2 separate regions of the Capra hircus genome follow, and region 1 is linked to region 2. Evidence: chromatin contacts called from public Hi-C data. All regions are on one chromosome and are shown on one strand. Each heading gives the region's core, a stretch centred on a gene start, on an enhancer-like site or on the middle of the called end of the contact. The rest is flanking DNA. Distances are from core to core; before and after follow the strand shown. Region 1 holds the start of FAM129A (protein Niban). Region 2 overlaps FAM129A (protein Niban).

The links. A called contact is a pair of places that touch in the nucleus more often than the background predicts.
Region 1: a contact with region 2 is called in a Hi-C map of blood, with 2.6 times the contacts expected there. The contact joins the promoter of FAM129A here to the enhancer-like site in region 2. A contact is called at or near these places in 4 of 5 Hi-C or Micro-C datasets (blood and liver).

What each region holds. Positions count from the first base shown.
Region 1 is chr16:64,629,087-64,634,810 of ARS1.2, forward strand. It overlaps FAM129A (protein Niban), which reads right to left and starts at 2,105. Exons shown (of 14, transcript XM_018060719.1): 1 at 1,906-2,105. The coding sequence starts at 1,960.
Region 2 is chr16:64,460,057-64,465,727 of ARS1.2, forward strand. It overlaps FAM129A (protein Niban), which reads right to left. Exons shown (of 14, transcript XM_018060719.1): 13 at 3,114-3,225; 14 at 1-1,184. The coding sequence ends at 58. Among named protein-coding and RNA genes, the nearest start is that of EDEM3, 38 kb to the left of the region's middle. Within about 2 kb of position 2,650, at least 2 of the 5 cell types and tissues checked have an H3K27ac peak or open chromatin away from gene starts, as enhancers often do.

The DNA.
Region 1 (5,724 bases), core at 855-3,354, 170 kb after region 2:
GCCTCCACCCCTACATATTTTGAAAGTGCCCTCCCAAACAAATAATGAGGAGATGTAAGAGAACAAACAAGACCAGAGGATGTAATGACCGTCACGCATCTGTTATAGTTTTAATACATTCAGAACACATTTATTACCAATCCTTCCTGTGCACGAGCTATCTCATATTTTTGTATGTGTAATAATTTGATTTCAGAATGAAAAAGGTAACACATTTTCTTATCACATGAGTACAATGCTAGCATCAGCAACAATAACCGTGGTAACCATGAAGTCTTCTTCAAGCAAGTTAACCCCTCATATGGCTGGACTTCCAATGATTGCTATAGATGGCCATGCTACAACTTTATGTGTTTCTAAGCTTTTCAGTGAAATACGGTGTTATAAAATAAACGCCATAAACCTATTTTGCTAATAACTAAATGCAAGCCCCTTCTCACAATGTTCTATTACATTGTTCTTTCAGTCCCCTACACACTGATATCAACAATAAGCCTGTAGCCAAATTTTAAGACTAAGGCACACTTAGTTTAGCTTTTTTTTTTCTAATATAAATAAATCACCCATCTTTTCCCGCATGTTAAATAAACAGCAAAGGAATACTTGACCAAGTTTTGCTCCCTGACAGTATGGGCTGTTGGTGATCATCCACCTCTGAAAGCAGCAGAGCAGAAGTCTGGAAAATCAATTAAATTGCTCTCACGTGCCCTGATTTGATATCCGTTTTAAGCGGTTTTCAATGTTGTGGTAACTGCAAGCAAATACGGAATAAGCATACTAACTAAATCCTTCCCTCTTAGGAAATGGTTCAGGGGCCAGAAAGAGGTTATCAGAAAGAACTTAATTTTTTTTTAAACAGAATTAGGATAAAACCTAGAGTATAATACTAGTTTAGCAGGTATTTCTAAAGCCAGAAAAACAAATTCACGAGCTAACCAACTGTTGGGTAGTGGCGGTGGGCAAGGTTTGTGGGGGAGGGAAGAGAAAGAGGCCAATTTCACCCAGGAGATAAAGAGTCATGATTTCCTGCAGTTTCAGCTCAGTTTGGGTTTTATTTTCTTCTGCCTCACATTCTACTGTATCACTGTTTCCCTGAAAGTCGCTCAAGTGAGTTTCTCTCCGTCTACAACTTCAGTCACGGTTACACAACACGCGTGTTCCTCTTTTGCCTGCCCGCCGCCCTTGCCCCTCGCCCCTCGCCTCCCCTCCGGGAAGGGAACAACCTGGGCGGGGAATGAAACTGGCTCGCTGCCTCTGATGAAACCATCCCGCAAGTGACATTATGAAGCTCAAGTGAAGCTGTGGCCGACGCTGCCTTTTGCAAAACCCGGCCAATATCACCAGGAGGGGAATTCAGCGCAAGAGGCCGGGAATCCCCAGGGAAATCTCTAGAAGTGAGGGGTATCCCCCCTGTTCTCTTTTCGGCAAGTTCACAAAGGGCTCAGAACTGTGTGCCACGCCAGGTACAGGGGGGCGAGGTGTTGCTGCGCGGGGGGCGGGGGTTGGGGTGTGCAGAACTGACACGGAAGACCGCAGTGTGGCGGAAACAAGGGGGGTGGTCCCCCTCTCCGCAGCCGGCACCTGCGTTTCCCAACCGTCCGGCGGCGCGTCCGAAGCATCCCGAGCCTATGCGCCCTGGACCCGCGCACCCCACCCCGACCTGGGCGCTCCGGCGAGCTGCCCTCCGGCGCGGGGACCCGCCTGGCTGGGGGACCCGCCTGGCTGGGGAGGGGCTGTGCGCCCGGGTCATCCGCGCGCCCGCAGCTCTTGAGCCGGCCGTGGAGGGCGGGAGCGCGGCGGGTACCGCGCGAGTTACCCGCTCCCGGACCTGTGCCCGGGCGCCCAGCCTGGCCCCAGGCTCCGGGCGGACCCGTCGCGCTCCCGGGAAGCCCCCGGCGGGCGTACCTCGGATGTAGGCGCACTTGCTCTCGTCCAGCTGGCTGGAGGCCGAGCCGCCCATGGTGACGGTGCCGGAGGATGCGGAGCGCCGCGGCTGCCCGGGCGGGAAAGACGGACACTCCCGTCGGCGCCCGCTGCCAGCTCCTGGAAGTTGGTGCGACGGCGATCCGGGCTCTGCAATTAAAGGGCAAACTTCCTCCGAGAGGCGCGGCCTGCCGGGGCGCCTCCTCCGGGTCCGCGCCCTCTAAGGATCTGTGGGCCGGCCCGGAGCTGTCTTCCCGCCCTCGCTCCACTGGTGAGCTCGAGGGGATGTCGGGTCTGGAAGGACTTTTCTTCTCTTCGCTGGCTTCTTATTTTCACCTTGGGGTCAGAGGACAGTTTCCCTGGTGACCGGACACCTCTGAAGGTGGAACCTCCCTCCTCACCTCTCAGGACGTGGAGGTCAAGGGCCCCTTGCTTTGCACGCCCTGCTCTTCGGTACCAGAAGCAACAATTCTGGAGCATCACCTAAGAACTTGTTAGACATGCAAAATCTAGGAGGCAGCTAATTCAATTTAAAGGGTTTATATGGACGTATTTACAAAACAGAAGTAGAATCCCAAATGAAGTCAACAAACTTAAGGTCACCAGGGGATAGGGGATGGATCCTTTCAGGGGATGGATCCAGGGGAGAATTCCATGGACTGTACAGTCCATGGGGCTGCAAAGAGTCAGACACAACTGAGCGACTTTCACTCACACACACACACACACACACACACACACACACACACACAGCAGATGGATGGGGGAGGGGGTTGGCAGATTGGCACTGACACACACACACACGACTACGTACTTAAAAGGTAACTAACAAGAACCTACTGTATAGCACAGGGAACTCTCCTCAGTGCTCTATGTGAGAACAGAACCTATAAACAATAGTGAATACATGTACCTGCAAAACTGATACACTTTATTGTACACCTGAAACTAACACAACATTGTAAATCAACTATATGGCCAATAAAAATTTTTAAAAAAGAAGTTGAGCCAAGGAGGGAGTGGAGGATGAAGGGAAAAAAGAGAGAAATTAAAAAAAAAAAAATAGAGAAAACCTAAGTTTGGATCCTACAATAGGCTCACAGTCCAGCAACTTCTTGAGATTTGATCAAAATCTGCTGTTGGAGCTTTAGATTCCCTTCCTTTCCTTGACAAACTAGAAATAGTTCATTAGAAAGGGCACTTGTTCTTTTCCCACAAGCACTGTTTAGCTTGGCAGCTCCTCCCAGACAAGAACCAGCTTGGCAGAAGGGTCACCACTCATCTCTCCCTATTCTTAGCAGTCAGATTTTAGTGACTCCTGCTGACTTAACCTTCAAGGTCAAACGATCTGTTCACACAAGAACCAGGCCTGAGGGGGACATTTTTCTCTCCAAAGTTACTTATCTAGCATTCTAACGCAAAGATTTCTCATACCTCACCCCCAGTCTCTCACATCTTACGTTCCAGTTCCAGTTCGTCGGTAAATCCTTTCAAATCGACTTCCAAAATAAATCCAGTGTCCAACCATTTCTCATCCTCTCCACAGCTATCAACCCCATCATTTCTCACCTGGATAATTACACATGCCTCCTAACTGGCCTGTCTCCTTCAGAGAAAAGCCACAAAGTCTGTCACTGACACAAGCCCCGACTTCCTCTCTGCCCTCACCTACCACCCACTCTCCCTCCCCTTCCAGCCCTACTGGCCTTTTTGCTCTGCTAGGGCACACCAAGCTCAGGGCCTTTTTTGCACATGCTCGCTCTTCACCCAGCTTTCTCTTCCCTCAGATAATTCGCATGGCTTCCCTTCCAACTGTCTCACTTCATTCAATCTCTACTTAGATCCTAATATATCAGAGATGCTTTCCTTAACCCCCTGTTTAAACACCGGGCTTCATCCCTCTGCCTCTTCCCCTATTCATATCAACCAGCATCATCTGACATGTTTCTTTCTGGCTTTCCCCACTGAAATGGAAATTCCATGAGGTCAGAGACTGTCTTTGTTGATGCTGTTGTTGCTGTTTTTCCTTTCTTAAGGGCAGGGATTTTTATGTTCTCTGATAGTATGTTCGATGCCTAGAACAGCACCTAGCACATAGCAGGTGCTCAGTAGATAACTCTTGAATAAGTGAAGGAATGAGATATAAAATATAAGAATCTGCAATCACTGGAAGCTGTGATCTCAGTGGATCAAGAGCATTTCCAGCTATTCAGTGATTTGACCGATTCAGTCTTCAACTCTTTTCTCAATATTCTAGTCAGCTCTCAGTATTAAGGGTATCATACAATACACTTTAAATGTATCATATGATACACAGTAAGTGTATCATATCATATCATTCTTCTCAGAAAAGTAATTCCTTTCATTATACAAATTTATATAATTATACCTCAGAATGCTGTTATTCTTATTAAAGAGAACTAGTTTGGATCTCCTGTCAGAGTAGTTTTAGCTTGTCACCTCTTGTTTGGGAATACACTGAGAAAAGACTGATTATACTGATTTATCATTCTTTGCTCATTTGTAGCATTCACAAAATGAACAAGGTACACAGAAGGATTTTGTATGGTGTAGTTATTAAGATTTATAACCAGGCAGTTCCAGCCTGGAACCTGACCTGAACATGTGACCGGGTCAAGTTTCTTAACTTACCTGTCTTAGTCTCCTTATTTGTTAAACAGAGTTAGTAACACTTACCTCATAGTGTAGACAAAATTAAATTTTATTGGGTTTGTGAAGCACTTAACCTATCCCTAGGAACACAGTAAGTGTTCAGTAAATGGAAATTAGGATTTTTATTATTAGTAAGGACAACAGTGGTCAGAGAGGCAATTTTCTAGAGAAAGTAGATTTTAATTGGACCTTGAAAATCATTGATGTTATATTAAGCAAGAACTTCTGTTCCCTTTTTTCCCAAAACAAATAAAGCTCTTTTTCCCTAATCAGTTTACAGAAAAAAATTAAGGAATTCATTATTTTAGTCATAGTATTTAATATTTGCAAATCCTAAGTGGGAATCATTTTATTAATCACACACTAAAAATGAGTCTCCAAGCAATTTGATAGCTTTTTGAACCAGATTCAATTTCATGTGATTCAAATCAGCTAGTTTAGGAAATTTCCTTTGAAATGTTAGTTTTTGTACTGCATCAATATTTGGGGGCTTAAAATACTCTTAAAGATCATTTCTTTCAAGTAAATTTCACATACTAAAAATGGTTACCTTTTTAACATCTTTATTGAGATATAATTCACTCAAAGTATCTTTTTTTTTTTAAGGAACAATTAGTTTAATAGACATCTCGCACCTTGAAAATGTATGTATGTTTTGGGATTCCTTTGCATGTCATAGAATTATGAACCTCTTGTTTGTCACATTCTCATTTGACCAATATACTGTAACACACACTGCATATTAAATACATTTTGCTTCAGTAGTTCAGTTCAGTTCTCTCACTCTTTGAGACCCCATGGACTGCAGCACGCCAGGCTTCCCTGTCTATCACCAACTCCCAGAGCTTGCTCAAACTCATGCCCATCAACTCAGTGATGCCGTCCAACCATCTCATCCTCTGTCGTCCCATTCTCCTCCCACCTTCAATCTTTCCCAGCATCAAGGTCTTTTCAAATGAGTCAGCTCCCCGCATCAGGTGACCCAAGTATTGGGAGTTTCAGCTTCAGCATCAGTCCTTCTAATGAATATTCAGGACTGATTTCCTTTAGGATGGACTGGTTGGATCTCCTTGCAGTCCAAGGGACTCTCAAGAGTCTTCTCCAACACCACAGTTCAAAAGCATCAAT
Region 2 (5,671 bases), core at 1,400-3,899:
CCCCTCCCCCTTTGGGCTGAGTTTGTTCCAAGAAGGACTTTGGCCACGTTGTCCCTTTCACTCCTCTGAAGGGGGCTCTGGGGGGTCTTCTCTCTGTGTATCTAGGGTGTTGATGTTGGCGACATTCTCCACCACCCACTGACACTCGTGAACGGGGTCGGCCTTCCTCTCCTGGGCATCCTCGCTGGTGGCAGGCTGGGCTGCGCTGCAGCTCCCGCCCACCGCCTCTTCTTCCACAGAAACCTGGCTCTCCCTGGGGCTGATGGGGTCAGAACGGAACACGCAAGCTTCTAGGGGCACAGCTTCAGCCTCCACAGAGCACATGGGCCCTCCTCCTTCCAGGGCGCCCAGTCCGGAAGCACCCTCTGTGAGCTTGCTCTCAGCGGGCTCTCCCGGCTCCTCTGTGGGGTCTGGGCCCCAGGCCCCCTCACTGAGCCCCCCGCAGGCTGGCTGAGCATCTGGAAATTCTCCCAGCTCCACCCCGCTGGCCTCGGCCTTGGGAGCTGGACCACGGGCCTCCCCCTCACTGACTTCACTTTCTTCACAGTTGTCCTGACCCAAGGCAGATGGTTGACTGGCCTCTGTGTCAATTTGGGTTGCTTCCTCTTCTTTTTCAGTATCTTGGGGAACAAGGGCCTCCTCATGTGTATCTTTCTCAACCTCGAGCACAGCGGACTCCTCTGGTACTTCGGCAGTCACCGTCAGCAAATTTCTGAGCTCCTTCAAGGAGCCTGCAGCAGAGCTGGGCTCTGTATCTTCCTGGGTGGTTCCCCAGCCCTCAGGAGTCTCTTCCAACTCCAGCTGTGACAAGTGTGTGCCCAGGGCACCTGCTGTCACCTCTGTAGCCACCAGATTCACAACCGGGCCATCTATACTTGAATCGATGACCTGCGTGTCCCCATCTGGGGGAGGGCTGGACACAGGGAGGGAAAGGCCTTCTTCTCTGGCCAATGGACTAGGGACCTCTGGCTGTTTCATCTCCCCTGCCTCCTGGAACACCTCATTACTCAGGATCTCACTCTCTGAAACTCCGGGGAGAACGGCTGAGGCTCTCCTGGCGGGGCTGGCCTGGTTTGACCCCGCAGGAGTTTTTAGATCAGTGAGGCTGGACACGCTTTCACTGGGCAAGGCCATGTTGTCTTCAAACAAATTGTGTTTCTTCAGGATAGCAGCCTCCTTTATCACTGAGAGATACCAGAAAGCAAAACATAATGTTAAAACCTTGCCCTGATTAATCTGGAATTTCTGATTCTATCCAGAAGCTAAACTTCCCTCTCAGCTTTTCTAACCGTCTGAATTTCCCAATTTCAAATTACAGCTTACATCTAACCCTCTTTCAGGAAGCCTTCCCTGATGACCAGAGCTTACAGGCTCATTCCAAACCCTGGACCTCTGTAATGTTCACTCATTCATTTATTCAAACAGCACAATCCAAAGATGAATGAATAAAACATGGCCTTGGCTTTCAAAGAGGTCAAATCTACTACCATCATTGGTATCACCCTTGGAGCACCCCCCACATCTCATTAGCTGCTAGTATGTGCAGCTGCAGTGTGTCTACTTCGACTGACACTCCTTTAGGGCGGGACAGGCCCTTATTTTCTCTGCTTTTACACTCAGAACAGTCCTGAACAGTCCTTAGCACTGAGCCTGCAGAGAGAACCTTATGACCTGCAGTGTCCAAACTAAAGGCCTCTGTCCATCCAGCTCAGTCCTAGAGGCCCCGAGAGGAATAAAATCAATAATAACAACCATTTCCTCCACATCCTCTCCAGAATTTATTGTTTGTAGGTTTTTTTTAATGATGGCCATTCAGGTCAGAGATTTGGAGTTCTCTAACAATTAGCATAATTAACATAGCAATTGAGCATCTTATCTTTTGTTTGGCCAACTGTATAGCACAGGGAATTCTCCTTCCTCGCGCTGCGGTGACCTGAATGGGAAGGAACTAAAAGGGAGGGAATGCGTGTAAATACACGGCTGATGCATTTTGCTTTACGGCAGGAACTAACACACACTGCAAAGCAACCATCCTCCAGTAAAAATTAATTTTAAAAAATAACGACAACCAGCAGCTGACGTTTTTGACAGTCAGCCTCTACCTCTGGCTGTGTAGGCTGTACAGTGCCCAACAATCTCACACCCAAGGGGATACCATTCACATCACAGATTTGTGTATTCAGCAGAGTAATTTTCCAGCAGGCTGCAGCAGCATGTCCTGCTCAAACCAAACCAGTATATCGTGACAATTTTTTGACAGACAGCAGTCTGCCGTCTAGAGGAAGAGAGCTTTTTCCCTAATTCGCCCAAGGGTGCTGTGGTGGCCGGGCAGCGGCCTTGTCTGAACGTCTCTTCCTGTGCAGATACTGAGATGACATCTTTGTATTCCTCGTCTCACTGGATGAGCTACTTTGACCTGGGGCTTGTGCTTGGCCAGCTTTCTTTGTGGAGACCAGGTATGTTTCAAGTCTATAGTTCTAGGGACAGCCCTCTCCTGTGCATTTCTATCAAAGTTTTCCTATCAACACTCCTATCCTGAGCAGGGCCTGATTCCACGGGATACTGGGAGCCAGAGTCCTAATGGGGCTCGCCAAGGATGGAGTCACAGCCCAGTGTATTCTGTCTGGCTGAGTGGAGGTGAGGAATGTGCTGAGAGGGCAGAGCAGCTGGGAAGCCCCGCTGCTGAATCACCTGCTCCAGGCTGGGGAGGCGTTGTAAGCCTGTGGCCAAGAAGAGCTCTTTTTCCTTTGTTCTGTCTGGAACAGCCGGAGGAGGCCAGCTGTTCATGAGACATCCTAGGTTAATCTCTCTAACCTTAGTCCTCTCATCTGAAAAATGAAGCTTAAAATTCCCAGTTCACAAAGTTCTTATTTGGATTGAAAGCAAAATAATATCTAATGGGCCAGTGGAGTGTGAGCCAAATTGCGACCGCTCAATGGAGGTCAGCAGCCCTCGCTTCTTTGGTCCCTTGTCCTGTCTTCCCAGCTCTTGGCGTCAATTTCCTGTTCCCCTTTCATTCCTGTGGACAAAACCTAGCTGGCCCTGTGGGGTCCCTGTCAGGGGTGTGCCCCTCTATCTAGAGCTTTCTCCAGCACCAGGGAAACCTTCCATACCTTTCAGACTTTCGTCTAGGAGGATCTGATGTAAAATCTCCTCGTAGACATTTTCAACGTGGATCATATTGGTGTGATCTGCAAAGATGTACTGCTCATATTTCTGAAGCTCCTGGAGAAGGAGAGATAAGAAGATAAAGGGACAACACATGAGACACCAGTTTGCAGAAGATCTCTGGAAAGGACAGCTGTCCCTCTTGTTCCCCTTGGAGTGTGAAGCATTGGTCACCTGCTTCCTCTCGCCCTGACACCATGCCCTGGACTGGACTCACGCTCTGTGCCCTTCGAGGGGGCAGACACCAGAGACCCTGATGATCTCAAGGCCTTGTCAGTGGGTCTGGACATTTCCTTTTTTTCCTTCTTTTTTAATGCCAACAGTACTTTACTAAGGTGTAAGAAATACCGAGAAAAATGCACACGTTTTAAAAGTAGAGCTCAACAACTTTAAACATATAAATATACTCAGATAACCATAACCCAGATCAAGGTGAACATTCCCATCACCCCTATACCTTTTTCCAGTCTAGACTGCTCACCAAGAGATTAAGCTCTGATGTTGTATCTATCACACTAGATTAGTTTTTCTTGTTATTTAACTTTATGTAAATGGAACCCTGTACTCTTGTTTTGTGTTTGTGTTTGGAGATTCATCCATGTGCTGCATGCATCAGTAGTTCATTTGTTTTTATTGATGAATGGCACTTATTATGTGGACAAGCTAAAACTGTTTATCTATATTCCTACTGCTGGATATTGACTGTTATGAACATAATTGTTATTGATATTCTTGTGTATGATTTTGTGGATTTAGGGGCTACTTGAGTGTATACCTAGAAGTGAGACTGCTGTGTCCTAGAGTAGATATATGTTTAACTCTTAGGATGCGTCTCATTCTCAGATGTGGAGAATCCCTAGTCACAGACTCTTGAGAAACAGTCTCCTCTTTCCCTCCAACTGGCCCTGAAACTCTGTGATTCTAAGACAATCCAGGCATCACACAAAATCCTGTAACACTTCCTGCTTTCCAAGGGTCTCCAGGTGGCTTGCCTTTTATCGGCATGAGGTCAAGGAAGGGATCAAAATGAGCCAAGTCATATCCTTGGGATTAACTCCATAATGCTTGCACCTGATAGTGCAGGATGGGGGCTCCTGACCCCTGGTTCTTAGAAAGCCAGGGTCTTAGCAGTGGGATTCGATGGCTTTTGCATGGAGGGAGGAGATTTACAGTAGGCCATCAGAAGCCACCCCATTCAGACTCTCAGAGCCAGGACAGGGGGGTCTGTAGCCCAGGACCGGATCCCAGTGGGTAATAATGGGACCCCTCTTTACCCACCGTAGGGAAAGCCACAGGATTAAAGAGACATGCGCTTCCATGACCCTGAGAGGGTCTGTGAGATAAGACGGACACACAGGTGAGTGCCACATGGGCAGAGCACAGCTCGGGACTGCACACTGCCCTGCACTGGCTGTGGGACCCTGGGCAAGCCAGCTCACGGCTCTGTGCCGCTCTCTTCCTCTGCAAAACGAGGTGTGTGTCTTTCATCTCCCCACGTGATCTTCCACTCCTTAGTTCCCTGTTATTCATCCCTCAGGACGGGGAGAAAACATGGCACTGGGAAGTCCTCTCCGTCCCCATAGGCCGAGCTGGGCACCCTCTTCCAAACTCAGCCACCTCTCTTCCCCACAAAGCTCCTGCCATGCTCATCGCAAAGTGCGCGCTGAGCCTGTCTGCTGACTCTAGGCTGTGAAGCCCAGGACAAAACAGGGACACTGGCTGGGCACGTGCCTGGATCATGCTTATACATGTTTGCCGAATAAACAGCAGGCCTTTGAACTTTCAACCAGCTAAGTAATTGTGTGGGAAAGAATCATTCCAAGGGGCACTTATCCTGTTGTGACATGCACAACTGTACAAAACAGGTTTTCTATATTGAATTGACTGAATTGTGACACATATTAATTCCCTGGATCTGTTAAGTTGGAATTAAAAAAAAAAAAATCTCCCTAGGCAATTCTAATGTGCAGCCTGGGTTAAGTACTGCAGATCTTAGAACCAAGGGAAATATACTCTAGTAAACTAAAGAATCTTTGCCTGAAGCAAATGCTCCCCTAGTTCACCTACTCTGTAAATCCAGATGTTTTTAAATTTCTTGATACTGATACAATATTCCTCATTACTGAAAATGCCAGGCCTCAATTTCTCTCCAAACCGGTCTCTCTTGATTAAAAATCACAAGCGCCTCTGAGAGATTTGGTATAACTGCAGATGGCTGGAGAGAGAGGAGCAGGCAGAGAGAGAGGCTTTTTTTTTTTTTTTTTTTTAAACTCTTCTCCTCTCTTGGGAGGACGTGGCTCCAAGGCCCCCACATTGCCTTTGGGATTCGAAAACAAAAATACCTTACACAGAATGTCTGCATGCAGACGTGTCCAAGTGGACTGAATCATTCTTTGAATGGCTGGACTTTTCCAGCCATAAGATGGAAAATCATATAGGCAAGAGACAATCATATAGGTAGATTCTTTACTGCCCTGACTTGCTCAAACCTTTTCTAAGAAAT